Regions from separate parts of the Mus musculus genome. Here region 1 is linked to region 2. The links are chromatin contacts, called in public Hi-C maps. All regions are on one chromosome and are shown on one strand. Each heading gives the region's core, a stretch centred on a gene start, on an enhancer-like site or on the middle of the called end of the contact. The rest is flanking DNA. Distances are from core to core; before and after follow the strand shown. Region 1 has its middle 25 kb from the start of Ipcef1. Region 2 overlaps Ipcef1 (interaction protein for cytohesin exchange factors 1).

What was found. Hi-C and Micro-C count contacts between places; a contact is called where the count stands out from the background.
Region 1: a Hi-C map of regulatory T cells shows a contact between it and region 2, with 4 times the contacts expected there. The contact joins two enhancer-like sites. A contact is called at or near these places in 4 of 39 promoter capture datasets (the 3T3-L1 cell line, the C10 cell line, hippocampal neurons and 1 more), 3 of 15 datasets of contacts at CTCF or cohesin (hippocampal excitatory neurons, large pre-B cells and pro-B cells), 101 of 484 Hi-C or Micro-C datasets (the 63-12 cell line, the AML12 cell line, B cells and 61 more), 8 of 115 datasets of contacts at active chromatin or transcription factors (the 230-238 cell line, bone marrow-derived dendritic cells, embryonic stem cells and 5 more) and 3 of 9 other capture datasets (adipose tissue, liver and pancreatic islet).

Annotation. Positions count from the first base shown.
Region 1 is chr10:7,003,410-7,007,550 of GRCm38.p6, reverse strand. It overlaps a transcript of Oprm1 not described here and a transcript of Ipcef1 not described here. Among named protein-coding and RNA genes, the nearest start is that of Ipcef1, 25 kb to the right of the region's middle. Within about 2 kb of position 2,135, at least 9 of the 459 cell types and tissues checked have an H3K27ac peak or open chromatin away from gene starts, as enhancers often do. A contact at or near this core is called in CD8 T cells and regulatory T cells, where this site is marked.
Region 2 is chr10:6,883,802-6,887,861 of GRCm38.p6, reverse strand. It overlaps Ipcef1 (interaction protein for cytohesin exchange factors 1), which reads left to right. Exons shown (of 9, transcript NM_001170800.1): 9 at 1-1,497. It also overlaps a transcript of Oprm1 not described here. Among named protein-coding and RNA genes, the nearest start is that of Ipcef1, 95 kb to the left of the region's middle. Within about 2 kb of position 2,206, at least 4 of the 459 cell types and tissues checked have an H3K27ac peak or open chromatin away from gene starts, as enhancers often do. A contact at or near this core is called in CD8 T cells and regulatory T cells, where this site is marked.

The DNA of each region.
Region 1 (4,141 bases), core at 886-3,385, 120 kb before region 2:
AGGTTTCAACACTGGGGAGTAGCAGAAGCTTCTGCTGGGGTGCAATCAGTGACAGGTACCTTGTTGTTCCAGCCTATGTGTATGCTATGTAGGTATAGACTTTAACCTTTGAGTTCTGGAAGCCTGCAGAAAAAAGCAAGAAATGCCTGTAGCTGAGCAACCCAGGGGAGCCTCATGGCTCCCAGAAGACCATGGCCAACAGTTATTTGTGCTAGGTATTGGTAGAACTTTTCAGGAGACAACAGAGGGGGCTTGTTCGGGATCCCTTTCAGCTAGCTACTTTGCTGTTGCTCTGGTGACATGGTCTGCAGGGAACAAATTTTGACACTGACTGTGGGCAGGGATTTCTCTCACTCACGTATGTGAGATCTGTGTGCTGGAGCCTTGATTGTTAGGGCTGACAGTACGTGTGAGAGAACACATGGAGAAGGCAGGAAGGAGCCTGTCAATCCTCTTCAGATGATGTATTCCAGGATGCTAATGGTGTTGAACATCAAGTAATTTTAAGCATCACAGTTTTTCTGTTTTATAAAAAAGCCCGCGATTCTCCTACCCATCTGTCAATTCCTCATCACAGGGGAAAGAATGGAAACGAATGCTTTGCAAAGGGAGTAGAAGAGAAAAAAACAAAAATGGAGAATTTTCTGAAGTAAGAAAAACGAGTTGATAGTTGGACTGACAGGACTGAAATTAAAATCCAGAAAAAAAGAAAAAGGAAATTATTTGTATAAAGCTGCTTTGGTTTCTATCAGTTTCCTGGAGAATGAATCCCAAATGCCCTGCACCCGCACATATCCATTAGGACATGTCACATCCTAATGGCAGGTCACTATCTGTTTGCTTTCTTCATCTGCTCTGGCATGACAGGAGAAATTTCATGTTAATTGGCAAAACAAATGGATTATTTCATGTCCCATGCTTTTACACAGGAGGCAAGATGAGTGCTCTCTTTGCTTTCTATGGTGCCACTGTGATGGCCCATCAACAGCACGTACCTGCTGACCAAATGCTCCTGGTGTCAGTCAAGGGGAATGGTCTCTGCTCTAGTAACTGCATGGTTTTGATGACTGAGTCTTACACCTTAAGGAGGAAGGACTGCTGGTGCCATGTTTCTTCTGGTTTCTGGGTTAACAAGGATATTGCATTTACCTATATTCCTCTACTTTCTATAAATCTGCCAATTGCTATTCTAATGCCTTATCAAAACTAGCATTGCGACTTCAGAGGGTAAATGGGTTATGAGTTAATCTGCTTTTTAGAAGTATCAGTTCTTCATTTTGGTATTTCCACTTAAGGCTCAGGAAAAGGAGAGTGAGCCTAGCCCTCATCTTATTTAAATTGGAAAATGATTTCTAAATCGCAGTTATGATCTTTTTAGAACTTTTTTACTGTCATTGTGTGTATGTGTATCCAAGTATGTGTGTGTGCATATTGTGTGTGAGTGTGCATGTGTGTATGTGTGTGCATGTATGTTTGTGCATACGGTTTGTTGTTGAATGATGCTTTCTACTCACCAGGTGTACATGCATATGTACTGTGTGCATGTGGTGTGGGTATATGCGTGCGTGGGTATGTGCATGCATATGGTGTGTGTGTGTGCATGTGTACACATGTTCATGTATGTGTATGTGCATGTATTTATGTATATGGTGTGTGAGTCTGGGCACATGAGTGCACAGCAGTTGTGTGGAGATCAGAGACCACCTATTAGATGTCTGTTCTCTCTATGCACCATGGGATCTAATGATTGAACTGTGTCATCAGGTTTATGCAGCAAATGTTTCCATGTCACTTTAAAGTGATGAGCCTTTACATGTTAAACATCAACATTCTAATCAAACACTGCTGCTAGGTCTTATGAATCTACAAATCCATGTAATAAAACTTTTATTCTTAGTTCTTACAAAATAGAGACCACACCAGCCTTCTTTAAAAATACAGAGTTTGTTGCAAACCATAGTCTTGATCTCTTTTATTTTTCAAAATGATGTGGGCTCACAGTGGACACTTCTGACTTAGCAGTTTCTAAAGCAGCTAGAACACACGTAGTATCACTTGGTATAAGGAAGATGTCTGCACTAAAAGCAGACTAGAACGATTCTTCATTTGTATTTGTAAGTAAAGCCTCTTTGTGGTTAACTCTCGGACTCATTTGACAATGAATGATGCTTTCTACTCACCAGGTGCAGACATGTCTGGAATGCAATGTCTTTCAAGTCACAGACTTTGAAAAAAAAAAAAAAGCACATGATGTCATTGGTTTTGCTCTGCTGCCTGTTGTTGGGTTTTAAGGAGTTCTCTAAGGAAGATGACTGTCATCAGTATAACCAAGAAAAGTGTACTCTTGAGATCAGCAATGAGGCTCCAAAAATGTTGTGTGGAGCTCCAGCTAGGAATTTTAATCAGCCCCAGAGTGTGAGAGCAGTTCCATCTTATGAAGCCCATTATCACACCTGCCTGAGCCTCCAAAGTATGCATTCATTCCGTTTGCAAGAGTAGTTTTGTATAACAAACCTATTTCTAGATAATTGCTTCCATTCTAGGAAATTGCTCCCACCTACTGGTCATTCGCTGTGCCTGAGTGCTTGCTCTAATCTGTCTTATTTAGCTTTCACAAAATCTCTGTGAGTTGGTTATTATTATTGTTTAACTTGTGGGGTATCCCCTAATCAGATGAATTAACGATGTTTACAAGTTTGTATACTTAACAAGTGATGAAGTTGAGATTCAGATACAAATATGTTTGTCTCTAGTCCATGTGTTTAGGGCACTAGGTATATATATATGCGTGTGTGTATGTATATATATATATATATATATATATATATATATATATATATATATATATATGTATGTATATACATACATATTTATGCATGTGTATGTGTGTAATATTGGACATATGAAGTAACCTGGAAGCCTGGTGGATACCCAGGTTCCCTAATTGTCATATAAGCTAGTACATATAAAAATGTGGGTTCTAGAACACTGTAAATCTCAGTAGTTGTATTTAACAAATACCACAAAGGTTTGATGAGTTCTATCATTAAAAAAAATTACCATCAGGATTTACAAATTTCACATTATTTTAGTTTCTCCTGAGACTCAAATTATGATTCTTTTTCCTCCTGGATTTTTATCCTAGAACATAATATGTCCAGGCTTGGCCAACTATTACTAATTTTCACATCTGTGCTACAGCATAAACATTTAAATAAAATTTAATTGAATTTTTGGTGGAATAATTATTTACAGAAATTGATTTTATTTGGAGTAAGTTATTGTTGCAATTATTGTTCATGAATAATTTAACAACACAAATATATTACAAACTTGTGCAGTAGCCATGGACACAGTGGAGTGATATCTTGTGCAGTAGCCATGGACACAGTGGAGTGATATCTTGTGCAATAGCCATGGACACAGTGGAGTGATATCTTGTGCAGTAGCCATGGACACAGTGGAGTGATATCTTGTGCAATAGCCATGGACACAGGGGAGTGATATCTTGTGCAGTAGCCATGGACACAGTGGAGTGATAACTTGGTTGAGTGCATGTTCCTTAACCACATAGATGCAGCCTTTTCTCTGTAACTGTGGAATACAACTATGAATGTTGTTCATTGCTAGAATGAAATAATTCAAAACTAATCATAATCTTAGTGTTGATCTTTACATATGTGAAAACTTAAACATAGTTTTCATGTATTTAAAATGCATTGGACACTTTAAAACGATTTTATTTACATATATTGCTTGTATAATAATTCCAATATGATATTGACATAGTGACCGAGTTCACCCTCATTTCCTCTCTTGCCTCCTCCTCCTTCTCACTGAACCTCCTCTTCTCAGCTGGCTCCACTTTTACTTCTCTGGTTCTTCATTTTTATGTAGGTGAACCAGTGAGTTTAATCAGGGCTATTTACAGTAGGCACATAAAGGAGAGTTATTTAAAGGAATATGGGTAACTCGCCTGCACCTACACCACTTAAGAAATTGTCTATCCGTTTTCCGGAAACCATGGACTGCTTCTAGCGCCTCATGGGTGGGTGGGGGGGGGCTCTCTCTAGCAATTGGTAAGTAGCTATAGAATCTCAAAGAGGAGCTTGGCCCTCTGAGTTCCCCCTCTCTTGATGCA
Region 2 (4,060 bases), core at 957-3,456:
GGTGAGGACAGAGAGAGCGACACTTCTAGAGACCCTCAGTGAAGAGAAACCATGAGGAGCTATCCCTTGGCCTCAAGTCTCTTCTCTGGTTCAAGAGATTTGGGAACTATAGATCTCTCCTAGTTAATGGCTGGGAAATGGACTATAGGTAGTGTGAGCCCAGGGGAGACTCTTGACTGTGCCTCTGGAATGTACCAGAGCACCCATCTCAGGACACTGGTGGTGGATCTTTGAGCACGAATCTTTTAGAACCCATGGCACTGGTTAAGGATGAGGCTTCTCTGGGGACTTTTGGGGAGGCAGGGCTGAAGGAGGACTCTTTCTTTCTGATCTGAAGACCCAGATGAGAGCCTGGCAGAGGACCCTCACTAGTTGAGAAGTTGCTAACACACATATGTCGCACGTTTTTCTGTTGTTTGCAAGATGTCTGTCATTTATAAGAGTTCTTAGCTTTCCCTATCGCTTTAATCTGAGGTTAAATTCAGAGTCCCAGAAAGATGCTGGAGCGAACAGTTGCAGGATTCCAACAGGCCAAGAAAGAGGTCAGGTTTGGAGTCATATTTTCAGTGTGAACCCATGCCTTATATTTGCATAGCTCTTTGAAGTTTGCTAACTGTATGTTCCAAACCCCCTTCCCTGCGTCCTACCACCCCATAGGCTAATCGGGATGATTGTGAACTATGGGTGTAATGAAATGCCTGGCTCAAAGCCCCAAGTGGTACAGCCGGAATCTGAGTTTGAATTTCAGGTCTGTCAGCCCCTCTGCAGAGGAGGAATGCTTGTCTCCGCTTAGCCTGCTGGGGGATCAAATGGTCTGACTTGGCCCCTGTGTCTATTACTCTGGGTTCTGCACACCTGGCTCCTGCGGCTTCTGCTGAACCCCCAGAGGCACTGCTGTGAGCAGTGTCTCCCGAAAGGTCCCGCTGCCTTGCCACTGGGTTTTCTGAGAACTGGAGCTTGGCCTGATTGTTGTTTCTTTTAGTCCGTTCTATAAAACACACTATGTTAGCACTGTGAGGACTTTAAAGCTAAAGGATACAAGTCTTTTAAAGAGCTGGAAAATGCTCATTTTTCTAATTTTTCCTTTTGAGATGCGAACTGTCCTGTCAGGTATCAGAGACTTAGGGATTAGAAATGAGCCACGGATTTGTGATGAGGCTCATTCCCTCAGGGAGGGTTCAGACCACATAGTCACACAGAGGGAACAAAGGAAAAGAAAAATAGTTTTCAGTCTTTTGAGGAGAGGTACTCTGCCGATGTAAGCCATATTTAACTTTACGGACACAGGCTGCTTGTAAAAAGAGAAAGACAATATTTTGGAACAGCGATACAAATGATCTAGGTACAAAGAGTGACTGTTCAAATGTCACATTATATTGAAGCGGTACTCAGCCCAAATGCAGGTTTAGAATGTAGTTCTGCTTCCCACTAACAGAATAGGATACACAAAGAAGATTTCCAATCTCTTTTCCATCAAACATTTCTGTATACTTACCCACAAAAGAAATTCAATCCAAGATGTAGGTTACTGCCAGCTTAAGGTTTTGTCATCCATAATAGTAAATTCCCCTCAAATTAGATTTTCTAATCTCTGTGAAATGGATGGGTCAAAGGGATGTTCCATTCACAGGAAAAAAACCTTCTCAATCACACCATATCACATGGAGCACAGGAAATCAGACCCTGCATTTAAAAAGAAACTTCTCCATTTCCTTCGTTGTAAAGAAACTTAGTTGCTCTGTATTGATGTCTCTTTAGCTTTAGTCCAAAGGGAAGCATGCCCCATGGAGACATTTAACACCCTGTAATAGAAACCATGGTTTAAGTCACACATGTTCTGCTGTTGCATGATGGGGATGGGGTTCAACAATGTATGGTATGGGGCAAGATGTTACTGTGGGGTTGATACCTTATCTGTCATTGTGCTTTTGGTTATTGTCATCTCTCTGTTTTGAGGAAACTGAAAACCGAGGCATGCCTCATTTCCCCTGTTCCCTGTTCCCCAGGATGACTTGTAAGATAAAGATGAAATGCAAACTGTCTAGTAAAATGGTATGGAAAAAAAATACACTACTTGTGTTCATTTTCTGCCTTCCATTATTTCTTCCTCCTTGAAGACTAAAATAAACAACCCCAAACCAGACAAACCACCACCCACAAAACAGTATGAAAACACTAACCTGTAGCTGAGTTTTTGATCTTCAACAAGGATTATTTCGCCCTCTGGTGGTCAAAATGAAGATAACAGATTTCAGAATTGTGATTTTTAAAAGATAACTTTATACTGGGACTTATTTCTACACTAACCTTTGTGGTCTTTCTCAATGTCTCTCATTTTACAGACTTACTGTAAAATAACATGATTATTTTAAAATGTGTCAAAGGTCTGCAAAATTTGACTTGTCTATTTCATTAACATTATTGGTTACCTACATTGTTTAGAGAATTATTTTTTTTGAAATGCAGATTAAGAGTTAGAACCAAGCTGGACAGTGGTGGCACACACCTTTATTCCCAGCACTTGGGAGACAGAGACAGGTGGATTTCTGAGAGGCCAGTCTGGTCTACAGAGTAAGTTCCAGGACAGCCAGGGTTACACAGAGAAACCCTGTCTCAAAAACCAAACCAAAACAAAACAAAAAAAGAAAAAAAGAGTTAGAACCTGCCACGGACTGGCCCCAGTCAGTCTCTCTCAATCCATGGGAAATTAGGGTTCCAGATAGATGGGCATGGAGTTGGTGATAAAAAAGGTGATAAACGGACATAGACACAAGGGAGTGCTGTATCTGGATGTATTTTCTCAAGTGAGCACCAGTCTTATAATACAGACGAATGTTAAAGAACATAAAGAATCTGCATTGGTTAGTAACAATGTGGATGATAGTATCCTAGAATAGTGGCAAAGGCCAGAAGGCCACACTTAACAATCTAAGCAAGAGCCAGAATTAGTGTAATGGCAACTAGTTTGGAAACAGTGGCCAGGGTCAAGGCTATCACCAATTGTAGTCTTGATCAAGAAATTGCCAGTATAATAAGGTATGCCGAGATAAGGAACTCTAGTCATCAGGCTGATGATATAAAGAATAAGATTAGATACATGACTTCAGAGAATGAGAGCTAAGTATTTAGGTTCAGGGGGTGGGGCAAGTCAGGATCTATCACTCAAAAGTAAAGGGACAGTGACTGTGCCTTGCTTTTCTGCCAGCAAGAAGCATGCATTGTGCTTGGTGAGGCCTGTAGAAGCTTTCAAGGCAGCAGATCTATATGGAAGAGTTTTCTGACTTCCTTACATGATGTGAAAGTATTCTACTTTTGGACAAGAATGAGTTGTGTGGCAGGAGCAAGCTGTGCATGTGTCACATCTTACACTAGGAGAGATGTACACAGTACAGAAGGCCACAGCATGGATTCACTGGAAATCAATCTTAATACAAGATCCATAGTACAGATTCCAAAGGCTCTGAGTGAGGCCACAACATCAAGAAAGAGTGGGTAAAAAATGCTTCTGGCATGCCATTTAACCCCGGCAGAGTGTCCAGTCAGGGGCACAGGTAACTTTGTAGCCAGAACTAACTCTCAAGATGTAGGTACTACTAGACAGCCATTTGAGGTAGCTCAGAAGCACTCCATTATAAAGTGGAAATGATACATTCAATATTGGTTTAAATACCTGTCTTAGTTAGGGTTTCTATTGCTGTGATGAACCACCACGACCATAAGAAGCAAGTTGGGGAAGAAAGAGTTTATTCTGCTTACAGTTCCATATCACTACTTATCATTGAAGGAAGTCAGGACAGGAACTCAAAGAAGGCAGGAACCTGGAGGCAAGGGCTGTTGCAGAGGTCATGGGAGGGTGCTTCTTACTGGCGTGCTCCCCATAGCATGCATGTCCTGCTTTCTTAAAGAACTTGTGACACTAGCCCGGGGTGGCACCACCCACAATGGACTGGGCCCTTCACCACTGATTGCTAATTGAGAAAATGCCTTATAACTGGATGTCATGGAGGCATCTCCTCACCTGAGGCTCCTTATCCCTGATGATTCTAGCTTGTGTCAACTT